Regions from separate parts of the Mus musculus genome. Here region 2 is linked to region 1. Evidence: chromatin contacts called from public promoter capture Hi-C data. All regions are on one chromosome and are shown on one strand. Each heading gives the region's core, a stretch centred on a gene start, on an enhancer-like site or on the middle of the called end of the contact. The rest is flanking DNA. Distances are from core to core; before and after follow the strand shown. Region 1 holds the start of Rdh7 (retinol dehydrogenase 7). Region 2 holds the start of 9030616G12Rik (RIKEN cDNA 9030616G12 gene).

Region 1 (6,777 bases), core at 2,859-5,358:
CATTCACACACTAAAAGCAAATACACTCTGATAAACACACACAACTCATACGTGCACACAAACACTCATACACACTCATACACACACACACACCACACTTCGGTAACCCAATGGTATCTCTGCACATAACAGCCTGTGAGGAGGCTGGTCAGGAGGTTGGACCCATCTCAGTCCTCTCTGGAAGGTCATGCTGGCTCCCCCGGGAAAGGGCAGCACCCAGGATGATCTACAGCCCTAAGCATAAGTAGAGGCTGAATGTTGTGTCTGGCCAGCATGTCTGGGTTCTAGTCTGGAAAGGCATCTTGGAATCTGGAAGAGAAGAGGGGGCTAGGCAGATGAGAGAAAGATGAAGCTAAAACAAAATTCTGATCAAAGCTCAACTTTAATGACAGCAAACACGCTTAATAAAGAAGAGGGGAGGCTCATTCCTTGCCATGTGGCAAAGTTCCTTTGAAGTAGACAGATCAGCCTTCTAGTGGGAACTCTAGAAAATAACAGTTTGGTGCTAACTCTGGAAAATCTCAGAGAAGAACTGGTTCGGCCTCAGACAGGTTCTGCCTCAGGCAGGTAGTGGCACATCAAAGGAGAGGGATGAGAAGCAGCACAGCAGGTGGCTTCACTTAAGTGGTGGATGGATGGTCACAGCCAGCCTTGCTAGGCTGGAAGGAGGTAACAGCTGAAGAGCATCATGATGAGACAGAACCATGTGTAATTAGCAGGAAGTGCCCTGTAAAGTGGTTCAAGACTGCATCCCCATCCCTGGAGGAGCCTCCTTTTCTCCTCACCCAGGATTCTGCATTGGGAGAAGCCACAGTGTACTCAGAGGGACACAGAAGGACTCTGGCTGCCACAAGAGGCTGTCTCATCCATCCATGCATGAGGAGTGCACTGTACATACCCCAATCCCATGCCTCCAACCCTAGATCCTCAGCCATTAGAGCACAATAGTCTTTCATTTCTGATTCCCAACTAAGACTGAGTAGGGGCAGCACATGGTCAAGTTGAGAAACAGGCATGACAGTGGGCCTGTTTCCACCTTTGCAGCACGGACCCTAGGCTCCACCTTTCCCCCTTTTGCATGAAGAAGAAAGGGTGGATTGGGTGAGGTACACTGACTTTTGGGAGAAAGTGCTTTCCCCTTGGCTAAGGTGGACTCCTGATCCCAGGGGATGGCTCAGTTCCCATCTACCTCAGAAGATCAGAGCAGCCCAGAGATCAGAAGAGTTTTAGCATTGGACACTCACAGGGTCAGGCTGGAATGGGATCAGCCCACCCTAGCAAGGACAGACAAGAGGAGCAGCTGGACACTATCATTTGGCTTGTGTGAGAATCTCAGGAGGAATGGATGGACTGAGGGAACCTCCATGAATCAGGGAGTTGTCTCTGAGGCTTTTTTTTTAGTCCTGTGTCTCCTGCAACAGAGTCACATCTACTTTCCTATTCTCTCTGACTTTACCCGGAAATTCTATGGACTCCTTAATCGTACAGAGTTCTTGAAGCCCCAACACCAACAAGAGTGCAGACTGTGGTCAGAAAAAGTAAGAGAGATGCAGTATGTATGAGGAATGGCTTTTGACAGTAAGTGGACGAATCGTTGAAGGGACGTGGGTTCACTGCAGAAAAATATATCCACAATCTCCCTTTGTTTAGAAAGTCCCAGTGTTCACTTTGTAGGGTGCTGGCCACTCAAGGATTTTGAGGACCTCTTGGCTGCTAAGATAGTTCAGAGTCCCTTAGTCCCTATTGCTCTGATAGACAGATATTCTGGAGCAGCTGTAAGGCACAAAGCTGGTTCAGCTGCAGGGTGTAGAGGACACAGGGGTTGCTTTTCTCCTGCTGTTACCAAACTTCATGAACAAGATAACTTATTTTAAGAAGCATTTAATTGGGCAGGGGTTCTGCTGGGTTAGAGTCTACGACGCTGAGTGCAAGCATTGAGGCAGGCAGCTGCTGCAGCATGAGAGATGAAGTCTGAAGGAAGCAAGAAACAGAGCTGGCTTGAGTAGAGGGAGTCCTTAGTAATCTCAAAGCCCATCTCCTCCAACAAGGCCACACCTCCCAATCCTTCCCAAAGGTGGCTCATACCCGGGACAGGGCTTTAAACTTCTGAGGGTCAATTCTCATTCAAAGCACCACAGAGCAGGAGGAGCAGGAGAAGGAAACAAGGAAGAAGGAAACAAGGCTCGAACAGGAGAAACTACAGACTAGCAGAGAGCACCTGAGCAGGCAAGCTGCGCAAGATCAGGGTCAGGGGGGCGCCCAGGTCAGGAGCAGGCAGGATTAACGACAGAAGCTTCCTACCCACTGTGGAGGCTTGTATTACGAATGCTAATTGCATCGCTTTCGGTGCTCCTGGGAACCTGTCTCCAGTTAATTCTGATTGGTTAATAAAGATGTCAGCAGAAAACAGCTAGGGAGAAGAGAGAAGCGGGTGTTTTAGGTTTCCCGGGCTTGGGACCTAGAGGAAAGAGAGTGAGTGTTATCTGCCTTGCTTTCGGAGAGCGTGGAGAGAGAGAGAGACGTCATGCTGAAGATAGGAGAGAGGAGCAGAGCTGCCACGTAATGGGTGCAGAGGACACGTCCCAGAAGGCTGCTCAACTGGGTCTAGAGCAGCCAAGATGGAACATTAGGAAGTAGTAACTTGAAATTATCAGCGGGAAGTAGATTCTAGCAGCATGGAGGTTAGGTAGATGCCCAGTTATTGTGCTGCATACGGCATATTAAAATATAAAGTCTGTGTGTGTCTTTCATTCGGGAACATAAACCATTGAGGTGGGAAGCAACCCCACACCAGGACTTATTAAATAAAAACTATTACTACAACCCACCCTTTTTCTTCCATTAATTAATTAGTAATTAACTTTACATCTCAATTGCTGCCCCACTTCTAGTCTACCCCTCACACAGTCCCTCTCCCCATCCTCCCATCCCTTCCTCCTCTGAGAGGGTGGAGGCCCACCTTGGGTATCTCCCCACCTTGGCACATAAAGGCCCTTCAGGACTTGAGAGCAACAAGACTACTTTGATTCATGCAAACTGAGTTAGAAAGTGGTGACCATCATATGTGCAGAGGGCCTATGTCTAGCCTGCAGATGCTTTTTGGATGGTGTTTCAGTCTCTGAGAGCCCCCCAAGGGTCCAGGTTAATTGACTCTGCTGGTTGTCCTGTGGAGTTCTTAACCCCTCTGAGGCCGTTGATCCTTCTCCCAGCTCTTCCATAAGAGTCCCCAAGTTTGGGCTGGAGAGATGGCTCAGAGGTTAAGAGCACTGTCTGCTCTTCCAAAGGTCCTGAGTTCAATTTCCAGCAACCACATGGTAGCTCACAACCATCTGTAGTGAGATTTGATGCCCTCTTCTGGTATGTCTGGAGGCAGTGTACACATATACATAAAATAAATAAATCTTAGAAAAAAAAGTCCCCAAGCTTTGCATCTGTTTCAGTCAGCTTCAGCCTACTTTTTACATGGCCCAGCATCCCCTGCCCAGGGGTGACCTGGGAATGTTGCTCCCACATAGAGGATTGGACCTTCCTCTGTCTATTAGCAACCAAGAAAATGGCCCCATGGATGACATGTCTATGGGTAATCCAGTGGAAGCATTTTCTCAGGTGAGGTTCTTCCCATTTGATCATCACTTGTGTGGGTTGACAAGAACAAACAAGAGTCACAACTAACAAGAAAGGCCTGTTTAGGGTAAAGTCATTTCCTCTCCACATCAACTCTGGGGGTCACAGTGTGTCTGGGACCCCAGTTTGTGTTTCATGTTTGGGGCCGGCCCTTCCCTCTTCCTGGGCAGCTACTATATTAGGAAGGTACCAGCTCTCCATGTCCTCTCCTGTAATGTGTCCTCAGTCCAAGTGCAGGTTGGCAATAGCTTCAAACTATGCTCACAATGTCCTGGTTTGTAGTTCCAGAGTGCAAGATGCAGAGACACAAGATGAGCCTTGGACTGGACCATGGGGCCTATGTAATGAACCAAATATGTATTCCCCCCTGAGTCCAGGGTCAAAGAGCTTAAGAGAATAGATCTGTGTTATTGAACAGACAGAGGTGTTTTCTTTGGCAGCAAGACAGGGAGAGCCAAAGGGCATTGAGATATCAGAAAACCCATACTGGTCAGAGGAACATGATAGAAACCTGACATTCTCAGTGCCTATACCTTCCTGTGTAAGCAGAGGCCAGGCTCATTTTGACACAGAATATCTCTCTCTGCTTGACTTCTACAAACCATGTGGCTCTACCTGGTTGCACTGGTGGGCCTGTGGACGCTCCTGCGCTTCTTCAGGGAGAGGCAGGTGGTGAGCCATCTCCAAGACAAGTATGTCTTCATCACGGGCTGTGACTCTGGCTTTGGGAACCTTCTGGCCAGACAGCTGGACAGGAGAGGCATGAGGGTGCTAGCTGCATGTCTGACGGAGAAGGGAGCTGAGCAGCTGAGGAACAAGACATCTGACAGGCTGGAGACAGTGATCCTGGATGTCACCAAGACAGAGAGTATTGTGGCAGCCACTCAGTGGGTGAAGGAGCGTGTTGGGAACAGAGGTACCACTGAGATTCCTGTCTGTGTTGCTGGTTTGTCTCCCTGTTTGAAGGGGGCCTCCCCTTTATACTCCCTGGCCAGATCCCTAATGGGGCTTGGGGGCCCTGAAGTAACCCAGCACATCACCTGAGTACTCTCTCTCTTCCCTCTCCAGCCCCTACCTTCTGTCTCCCAACTTTCTTCAAAGTACAAAAGCAGCACGGCTTTCCAAAATCATCTCCAACCAGGACCTTTTGTTCATGTGTCTCAAATGCCATTAGAATATTAGCTTTGCCTTTCGCCTTTTATCCCCCTCCCCTTGTTTTCCTTTGTCTTTTCCTCTGCTTCCTCATCTGCAAAGGTATTGTTAATCTGTAAGATGTCTTGGACCTTCGTTCTTGTTATTAGCAGACATGAGGTGGGTGGTTCTCGAGCAGTGAGCTGACCTGCCAAGGATCAAAAGAAGCGGAAGGTATCTGTGCTGTGAGCCATTTCTTCCGGGATGGGATGCACCAACCCTGCTGACAATATGCTGTTTTTTATCCCCCACTCTCCATCCAATGCCTGTCTGAATGGTCTCAGTTTACCCGGTGGAATGTGGATTTTAGTGAAAACTAGACCTGTGATTCTTTCTTCTTTCCGCTTTTTCCAGGACTCTGGGGCCTGGTCAACAATGCTGGCATCTGTGTCTTTGCTATCAATGAGTGGCTGAAAAAAGAGGACTTTGCAAATATACTGGATGTGAACCTGTTGGGCATGATCGAGGTGACTCTGAGCATGCTGCCCTTAGTGAGGAAGGCGAGGGGCCGTGTGGTCAACATCTCCAGCTCCATGGGTCGAGTGTCTTTGTGTGGTGGTGGTTACTGCATCTCCAAGTATGGTGTAGAGGCCTTCTCAGACTCCCTCAGGTATTAGATGGTTTTGAGGTCCCGTGGGGACCCTTCAGCGAAGTGTTTTATTATAATTGCAACCTTTGAGAACCCCTCATGAACAGTCTTTTCTTTTTGGTTTGGAAGGCTCTCTTTACCTTCTCCTTTCTGGAGTAAGGTGGTCACTCACTGGAAAACCACGCTCTGTGCCTGTCAGGTAGCTGAGGCCTAAGTTCACTTAGACTTGTCCTGCTCTGGAGGCCTGCCCCTTGGAAGCACCTAAGGCATCCACTGTACTTGGCCAAGAGCCATAGTTCCTCACGGTCTTTGATGCTCAGGTTGGGGATGCCCTGGGGGTGTAAGCATCACACTCAGCCCACCGCCTGGTGTGTATCAAGCTCTTGTTTAGAGCCCACAAGTCCCACACTCTCGCATGACAAAGAGATTTTTTTTTTTACCCTAATAAACAAATAAAAAACCCAACAGCAGCAGCAACAAAAATCCCAACAACCGATTGAAAGAGGAGAGGAGAGTGTGGCCAAGACTGAGAGATTATTAGCAGTAGTGACCATGTTGTTTGTCAGATTTCTGGAGGGCTTTGCAGCAGGGCTCTGAGGTAAGGATTAAACATGAGAACAGGGCATTATGGGTAATAAAATATTAACAGCCTGGGCCCAGTGTGACTGTTTGCAGAGTGCCTTTAGTACCTTTAGTCCTAGAGCAAAGGACAGGTTAGCCCTGCCAGTCATGGGGCTTGGCAGATTGTCACAGGGTGACTTTTGGAGAGTCTGAGGGTTCTAGACAGTTTTTTTTTCTTTTTTTCTAGATAGGTTTATATACCATTTTGATGACAGCCCAATCTGTAGACTTTACCTTAGACCTTATACATTATACATCATTATACAGTATACAGTATACCTCTGTAGTATACCACTGTAGCAAACTGAGTTAGATTTCTTGCTAGCTGCAAGACAAAATGGTCTCCCCAGCACTTGGGAGGCAGAGGTAGGCAGATTTCTGAGTTCGAGGCCAGCCTGGTCTATAAAGCAAGTTCCAGGACAGCCAGGGCTATACAGAGAAACCCTGTCTCAAAAAAACAAAAAACAAAAAACAAAAAACAAAAAACAAAACAAACAAACAAAAAAACCAACCAAAAAAAAAAAAAACAAGCCCAAAATAAACAAAGTCAAAATGGTCTCTAAATGTGGGGTACCATGACTGCTTACACAGAGTAGCCCCTGAAGACATCTGGGGGAGCCAAAAAGGAACTGGCCTGAGATTTCTTTAGGCAGTAGTCAGTGAAGGTGGGGCCCAGGAGTGAGAGGGAACTGACTTAGGCAAGTCTAGTGAGCTGGCGTGTACAATATATGGACGGCCTACCTGTGCCACAG
Region 2 (6,777 bases), core at 1,623-4,122, 1.1 Mb before region 1:
TACTCCACAGGCAGTTGAGAGCCACTGGATTGTCCAGTGGGCTTTTACTACAAGAGTAGTGGGTCCTCCTAACCACTGAGCCATCTTTCCAGTCCCCTCCTCCCATTTTTAGTTAAGGTATTTCTCATTTTATTATTGACCTGTAAGGCAACACTGTGTATTCTGGGCACGATGCTCTTCTAAGTTATAATTTTCATAGATATTCTGCTCTGTGGCTTGTCTTTCCACTTTGTGGAAGATGACATTAAAAACATAAAAATGTAGTTTTGATGTTTACGACTATAAATTTTTTCACTGACCCATCAGTTATTTAGGAATATATCACTTAACGTCTATATTCTGTGAAAGTCTTAGCTAGGGATTTTATTGCTGCCATGAATCACCATGACCAAAAAGAAACTTGGAGAGGAAAGGGTTTATTTGGATTACACTTCCGTATCACAGCTCATCATTAAAGGAATTGAGGACAGATACTCAGATACTTAAGCAAGGCAGGAACCCGAGGCAGGAGCTGATGCAGAGGCTGTGAAGGGGATGCTGCTTACTGGCTTGCTCAATTTCCTTTCTTATAGAACCCAGGACCACCAGCCAGGGATGGCACTACCCACAATAACCTGGACCCTCCCCCACAATCAAAAATTTAAACAATGGTCTACAGGCTTACCTATAGCCCAATCTTATGGTGACACTTCTAACTGATATTCTCTCCCCTCGGATGACTTTAGTTTGTGTCAAGCTGTCATAGAACTACCTAGCACAATATTTGTCTTAATCAGTATTGTACTGTCATGATGAGGCACTGTGACCATAACTTTTACAAAGGAAAACATTTCACTGAGGCCGGCTTGGAGTTTCAGAGGTTTAGTCCATTGTCATCACGGTGGGGAACATAGTGACAGGTAAACAGTCATGGTGCTGGAGACATAGATGAGAGTTCTACAGCTAGAATCAGCAGGCAGCAGGAAGAGCCAGAGCCTCTGGGCCTGTTTTAGGCTTTTGAAACCTCAAAACCCTCCTCTAGTGACTCACTTCCTCCATCAAAGTCACACCTCTTAATCCATTCAAATAGTGCCACTTCCTGGCAATCAAGCATTCAAATCTATGAGCCATTCTCATTTAAATAACCACGAAGAACATCCCAAATTTTCTTCTGCTCTTGACTGCTCTTATTATTTATGTCACGTGATCAGAGGGTCTATTTTGTATTATTTCAATCATTTTAAATCTTTTGGGCCTTATTTTATGGCATAGCATGTGATCTATCGTGAAGAATGTCTCATATTTGAAAACTGTATAGGACCAGGGGTGTGGCTCAGCTGTTGTCCAGTGTGTCTAAGGTCCCAGATTTGTTCCCAGTGCAAAAAAGATCAGACACATCCTGAAGTTGTATCTATAAGTCTAGTCACGTCTTCTAGGTCCCAGTTTATCTTCTGCCTACTTGTTCTATCCATTAAAAGTGGAATGTAGGGTTGGGATATAGCACAGTTAGCAGAGTACCTCTCGAACATAGGCAAAGCCCTGGGTTAGCTTCCTTCATCATTACATAAAGCTAAACCTTGGTACATGCCAGTATTCCCAGTTCCAGAAACATAAAGGCAGGAGGATCAGAAATTCAAAGTTATCCTTGGCCACATAGCAAGGTTAAAGTTAGTCTGGGGTGCAAAAGACACTATCTCAAAGAGGGGAGGCAGATTTAGAAATCTCCAACTAATTTTGTTAGATTGCCTATTTGTCTCTTCAACTCTGTTGGGTTTTACTTAATATATTTAGGGGTCTCTGATTAAGTGCCTGTACTAGTAAGCAAAAACAGTAAGATGAAATTATTACCACAGCACTGGAGAAATGGCTCAATAGTTAAGACTGCTCTTCCAGAGGTCCTGAGTTCAAATCTCAGCAACCACATGGCATCTCACAACTGTCTATAATGGTATCTAATGCCCTCTTCTGTATGCAGGCATACAGACAGACAGAGCACTCATATAAGTAAATAAATAAATAAATAAATAAATAAATCTTTTTTTAAGAAGAAAGAAGTTATTACTACAGTTAAAGAACTTTATTGTTGTTGGTTTTTGGTTGGTTGGTCCCCCCCCCCTTTTTTTTTTTTTTTTTTTTGGTATTTTGTGACAAAGTCTCAGTATGTAGCTCTGGTTGGCCAGGAACTCACTATAAACCCAGGCTGTCCTTGAACTTGTAGCCAATCTCCTGCCTTTGCCCCTGCCCCTGCCCCTGCCCCTGCCCCTGCCCCTGCCCCTGCCCCTGCCCCTGCCCCTGCCCCTGCCCCTGCCCCTGCCTCTGCCTCTGCCTCCTGTGTGGAGGGATGATGGACATACATGCACCACCACTACACCTAGTTTAAGAACACTTTTAAATGATCAGAGGTAGAGGCTTAGTCTATCCAGAAAGAAAGAAAGAAAGAAAGAAAGAAAGAAAGAAAGAAAGAAAGAAAGAAAGAAAGAAAGAAAGAAAGAAAGAAAGAAAGAAAGGAAGGAAGGAAGGAAGGAAGGAAGGAAGGAAGGAAGGAAGGAAGGAAGGAAGGAAGGAAGAGAGAGAGAAAGAGATTTAAACTTAAATAAATGAAACAATAGAAACAGAAAATCAACAAAAGGGTTCTTCTTTGAAAAGATAATAAAATTAACTAAGCTATAGCTAAACTGACCAAAACTAAACAAATAGATAAAAACAAGAAAAATAGTTGGGTTACTAAAATCAGGAAGGAAGGAGGAGACATCACTACTTACCTTACAGAAATAAGAATTCCCAGGTGATATCTTTCTAGTAACTTAAGTCATTTGGATTTCTGTGAGGGAAGCATGCCTCTCTGACAAGCATCTGTTGTGATCTACACTGGTCTGTTTCTTTGTATCTCTTTAAGTTTCTCACTGGAAACTGGGCGAGTTAAATAATGTCTCTGACAGTTCTGGAGACAGGATTTGGTGTTGCTGTTTGTTTTTGTGGCTGCAGCTGCTGCTATATTTGTTGCCAGTATCTTTCCTGAACTGATTTTGAAATCTTTATACTTTAGCAGGTATGACCTCTGAAGTCTCTGGCTAGCTACACAGTCAAATAACAAAACAGAGGTTTCCCTGGAGACCTTTACCTTCCTGTTAGGTGCCCCACCTTTGCTGAGGGTGCTGTGCCTATTGCCTTCAGCAAGCAAGCCCTCTAACCTAGATTTTAGTTCCTGCTTGAGCAGACAGAGCCTCAAGGTGAACCAAGAGGTGAGAGTAAGTGTGCTGCCAGGAGACCCCTGAGTAAGGGCTGCTGAAACACCCCTCTGGACATCCCTTAGATTTACTTCATTAATTTTAGCCAATCTGTCTTTTGCTTAAATGAATAGCACCACAAGGCAACTGCAACTTTAAAATTAGCACCAACTGTCTGAGGCTGTCCCATTTATTTGCATACAGGGTCTTTAAGAAGCATGAAGCCTGCTTATCACCTGCAGCTTACTGCAGACCCATTATAGTGGGTCTCCGGTTTCAAGGCTGGAAGTGGGAAAGGGTAAAAATAAGGCTCATTAAATACCACCACGCTCATGGCTCCTATGACAGTCAGCCATTTCTCTAGGAGACAGGCAGGTGAATCACTTGGTGGATTGTTATATCTTTGGTTCATTTCTAGAGTTCTGGGAAACTTTTTTGAACATTTTAGATAAGGGCTTCTTGTCTTACTCCACCTCCGTATTCTTATCACATTTCTTTTCTAGTCCCCTGGTGCTCTGGAAGAGAAATAACCCAACATGGGAATGCAGCCACTGCGGAACTGGGGTGGCATTGCCTAAAGAAATTAAAAACTGAACTACAAGATCTAGGAGTTTAACTTCCAGGTACTACCTAAAGGAGAGGGCTCCACATAAAGACCTCCTTTCTTCTACCTTCATGGCAGCATTAGTCATGCAATGAAAACAAGTGTCCAACAACCAAACAGTGGATAACGAAACTGCAATATGAATACACAGTAAGACATTATCCACCCACATTTGACACAACAGGGAAGAAATTAGAATACATCATGCTGAGAAAAATGTGTAACTGGGCATAAATATAAAAATATTAGCTGGACATGGTGCCAAATGCCTTTAATCCCAGCACTTAGGAGGCAGAGGCAGGCAGGTTTGAAACTAGCCTGTCTACATTGTATATCTCAGGACAACCAAGGCTATGTAGAGAGACCTTGTCTCAAAAACAAACAAACAAACAAAAAGCCAAGAAGTGGTCTTAATCTCAGCACTTGGGAGGCAAAGTCAGGTGAATCTCTGAATCTACAGAGAGCAAGTTCCAGGATAGCCAGGTCTACACAGAGAAACCCTGTCTTGGAAAAAAAATAAAAAATAAAAATATTGCATGGCTTCACTTACTCCTGTGTAGAATCTTCCCCCCACCCCCACCCACAGAGATAAAGGATGAAATAGTGTTTACAGGGACTGGGGAAATGACTGGGCCATTGAGATGCCTGCTGCATAGGCATGAAAGCCTGAACCTGGGTTTTAGCACCCATGAAAAGCTGAGTGTATGCACCTGCAACTCAGCACGGAGAATAGGCAAATCCCTGGACATCAATAACCAGTCATCCTCTCAGTGAGAGACACTGTCCGAAAGATTGAGATGGAGATCAAGTAATAGAAAACAGCACCCAGCACCAACCCCTGGCTTCAACACACCCATCTGCACATGCACACACACATACATACACACACATACACACACCCTGGCTTCAACACACCCACCTACACAAATATACACACACACCCTGGCTTCAACACACCCATCTGCACATGCACACACACATACACACACACACTCTGGCTTCTACACACCCATCTGCACAAATATACACACACACCCTGGCTTCAACACACCCATCTGCACGAATACACACATACTCCCTGGCTTCAACACACCCATCTGCACATGCACACACACATACACACACACACACACACACACACACACACACCCTGGCTTCAACACACCCACCTACACAAATACACACATACACCCTGGCTTCAACACACCCATCTGCACATGCACACACACATACACACACACACTCTGGCTTCCACACACCCATCTGCACAAATACACACACCCTGGCTTCAACACACCCATCTGCACCTGAACACACACATACACACACATACACACACACACCCTGCAAGAATACACACATACTCCCTGGCTTCAACACACCCATCTGTACATGCACACACACATACACACACACACACTCCCTGGCTTCAACACACTCATCTGCACAAACACACATGCACACAATACTCATGAACACACACACACAGTCATGCACACACAAATGTGGGATCTTGTTTGTTTCTTTGTTGAAACAGGATCTTACTGTGTAGCCCTAGCTGGGCTATATTCTTGCTATATAAACAGGCCAACCTCAAACTCACAGAAATCCACCTGCCTTTGCTACCCAAGTGCACTCCCGACTCAAAACTTACAAAAAAAAAAAAAAAAAAAAAAAAAAAAAAAAAAAAAAAACAGGGTCTCTCTTTGTAGTCTTGGCTGTCCTGGACCTTACTATGTAAACCAAACCAGCCTGGAACTCACAGAGTGCTAATAGCACAGGCATGAGTCACCACATCCAGCACTCAAAACTTTTTAAAACATTGGTTACCCCAGCAGAGTAGGAGGGAAGAAATGAGGATATGTAGATCAAAGGCTACAAAGTAACAGACTAGTTCTAGTAGTTAATACTGCATTCACGGACTTTGCCAAGTGATGGATTTCAGCTGCACTTGTCACACTAAAAGGGAATCCTGTGAAGTGACAGACAGGTCAGCTTGCTTTAGTACAGTAGCCATGTTACTCTGTAGACACACTGCGTACCATATGCTGTATATCTTGATATACACACAAAAAAAAATTACATTATGAATTGGAGAGAGAGAATCAACACCCAAAGAAAAGCTCTCATCAAGGATTCAGTCAGCCTCTGTCAGACTGCAGAGCTAAGAGGCCTTAGCACATGCCAATCTCCCAAGAGCTGGGGTGTCAGGGGCAGGGAAGTACTGCAGCTACATCCTGAGGCTGGAGTCAGCTCTGAGGGCTGCCTCAGAGCCAGAGCTAGCCTGGAATACAGAGCAAGGTGAAAGACTGTTGTGCTGTTGGTAAACTGGCCCCTGAGTTTGTTGCTTGCTTGACTTGATGTAGCTCATGCCTATCTTGAAAGGGGAAACACAGTTTTCTGTTTCAGAACACATAGAATCATGAGCAACATTTACAACTGCCATTGCTGATTTCACATTCCATCCATAAACTGGTTGTGGCAGACAGGCCAATCAGACTTTGGAGAGAGAGATAAATGTCTTATATTTTCATACTGCAAATATATTTAAAATGAAGTAATGTCAGCAGGGAGTCACTCAATAATGCTGCAGTTTAGATGTTTATTTCCAACCAAAAACATTTTTGTTTGTTTGTTTGTTTGTTTAAAAACTTTATCTAGGCAGGATCTCACTAGGTAGCCAGGGCTGGCTTGGTAGTAACTATGTAGACCAGGCTAGCCTCACCTAGAATTAGCTATCTAGACCAGGCTGGGTCAAACTTACAGAGATACTCCTGCCTCTTAATTTCTTATTTTATGTGTACATACGTGTGTGTGTGTGCGTGTGCGTGCGTGTGTGTGTGTGTGTGTGTGTGTGTGTGTGTGCGCGCGTGTGTGTGTGTGTGTGTGGTGTGTGTGTGTGTGAATGCCACATATGCACAGATGCCCACAGAGGCCAGAAGAGAATGCTGGATTTCATGGAGTTAG

The links. Capture Hi-C pulls out chosen DNA fragments and counts their contacts.
Region 2: a contact with region 1 is called in a promoter capture Hi-C map of liver, with 4 times the contacts expected there. The contact joins the promoter of 9030616G12Rik here to the promoter of Rdh7 in region 1. A contact is called at or near these places in 2 of 39 promoter capture datasets (cranial neural crest and pre-B cells) and 1 of 9 other capture datasets (liver).

Annotation. Positions count from the first base shown.
Region 1 is chr10:127,886,064-127,892,840 of GRCm38.p6, reverse strand. It overlaps Rdh7 (retinol dehydrogenase 7), which reads left to right and starts at 4,108. Exons shown (of 4, transcript NM_001150749.1): 1 at 4,108-4,540; 2 at 5,170-5,425. The coding sequence starts at 4,228.
Region 2 is chr10:128,967,292-128,974,068 of GRCm38.p6, reverse strand. 9030616G12Rik (RIKEN cDNA 9030616G12 gene) reads right to left here and starts at 2,872. Exons shown (of 2, transcript NR_152816.1): 1 at 2,742-2,872.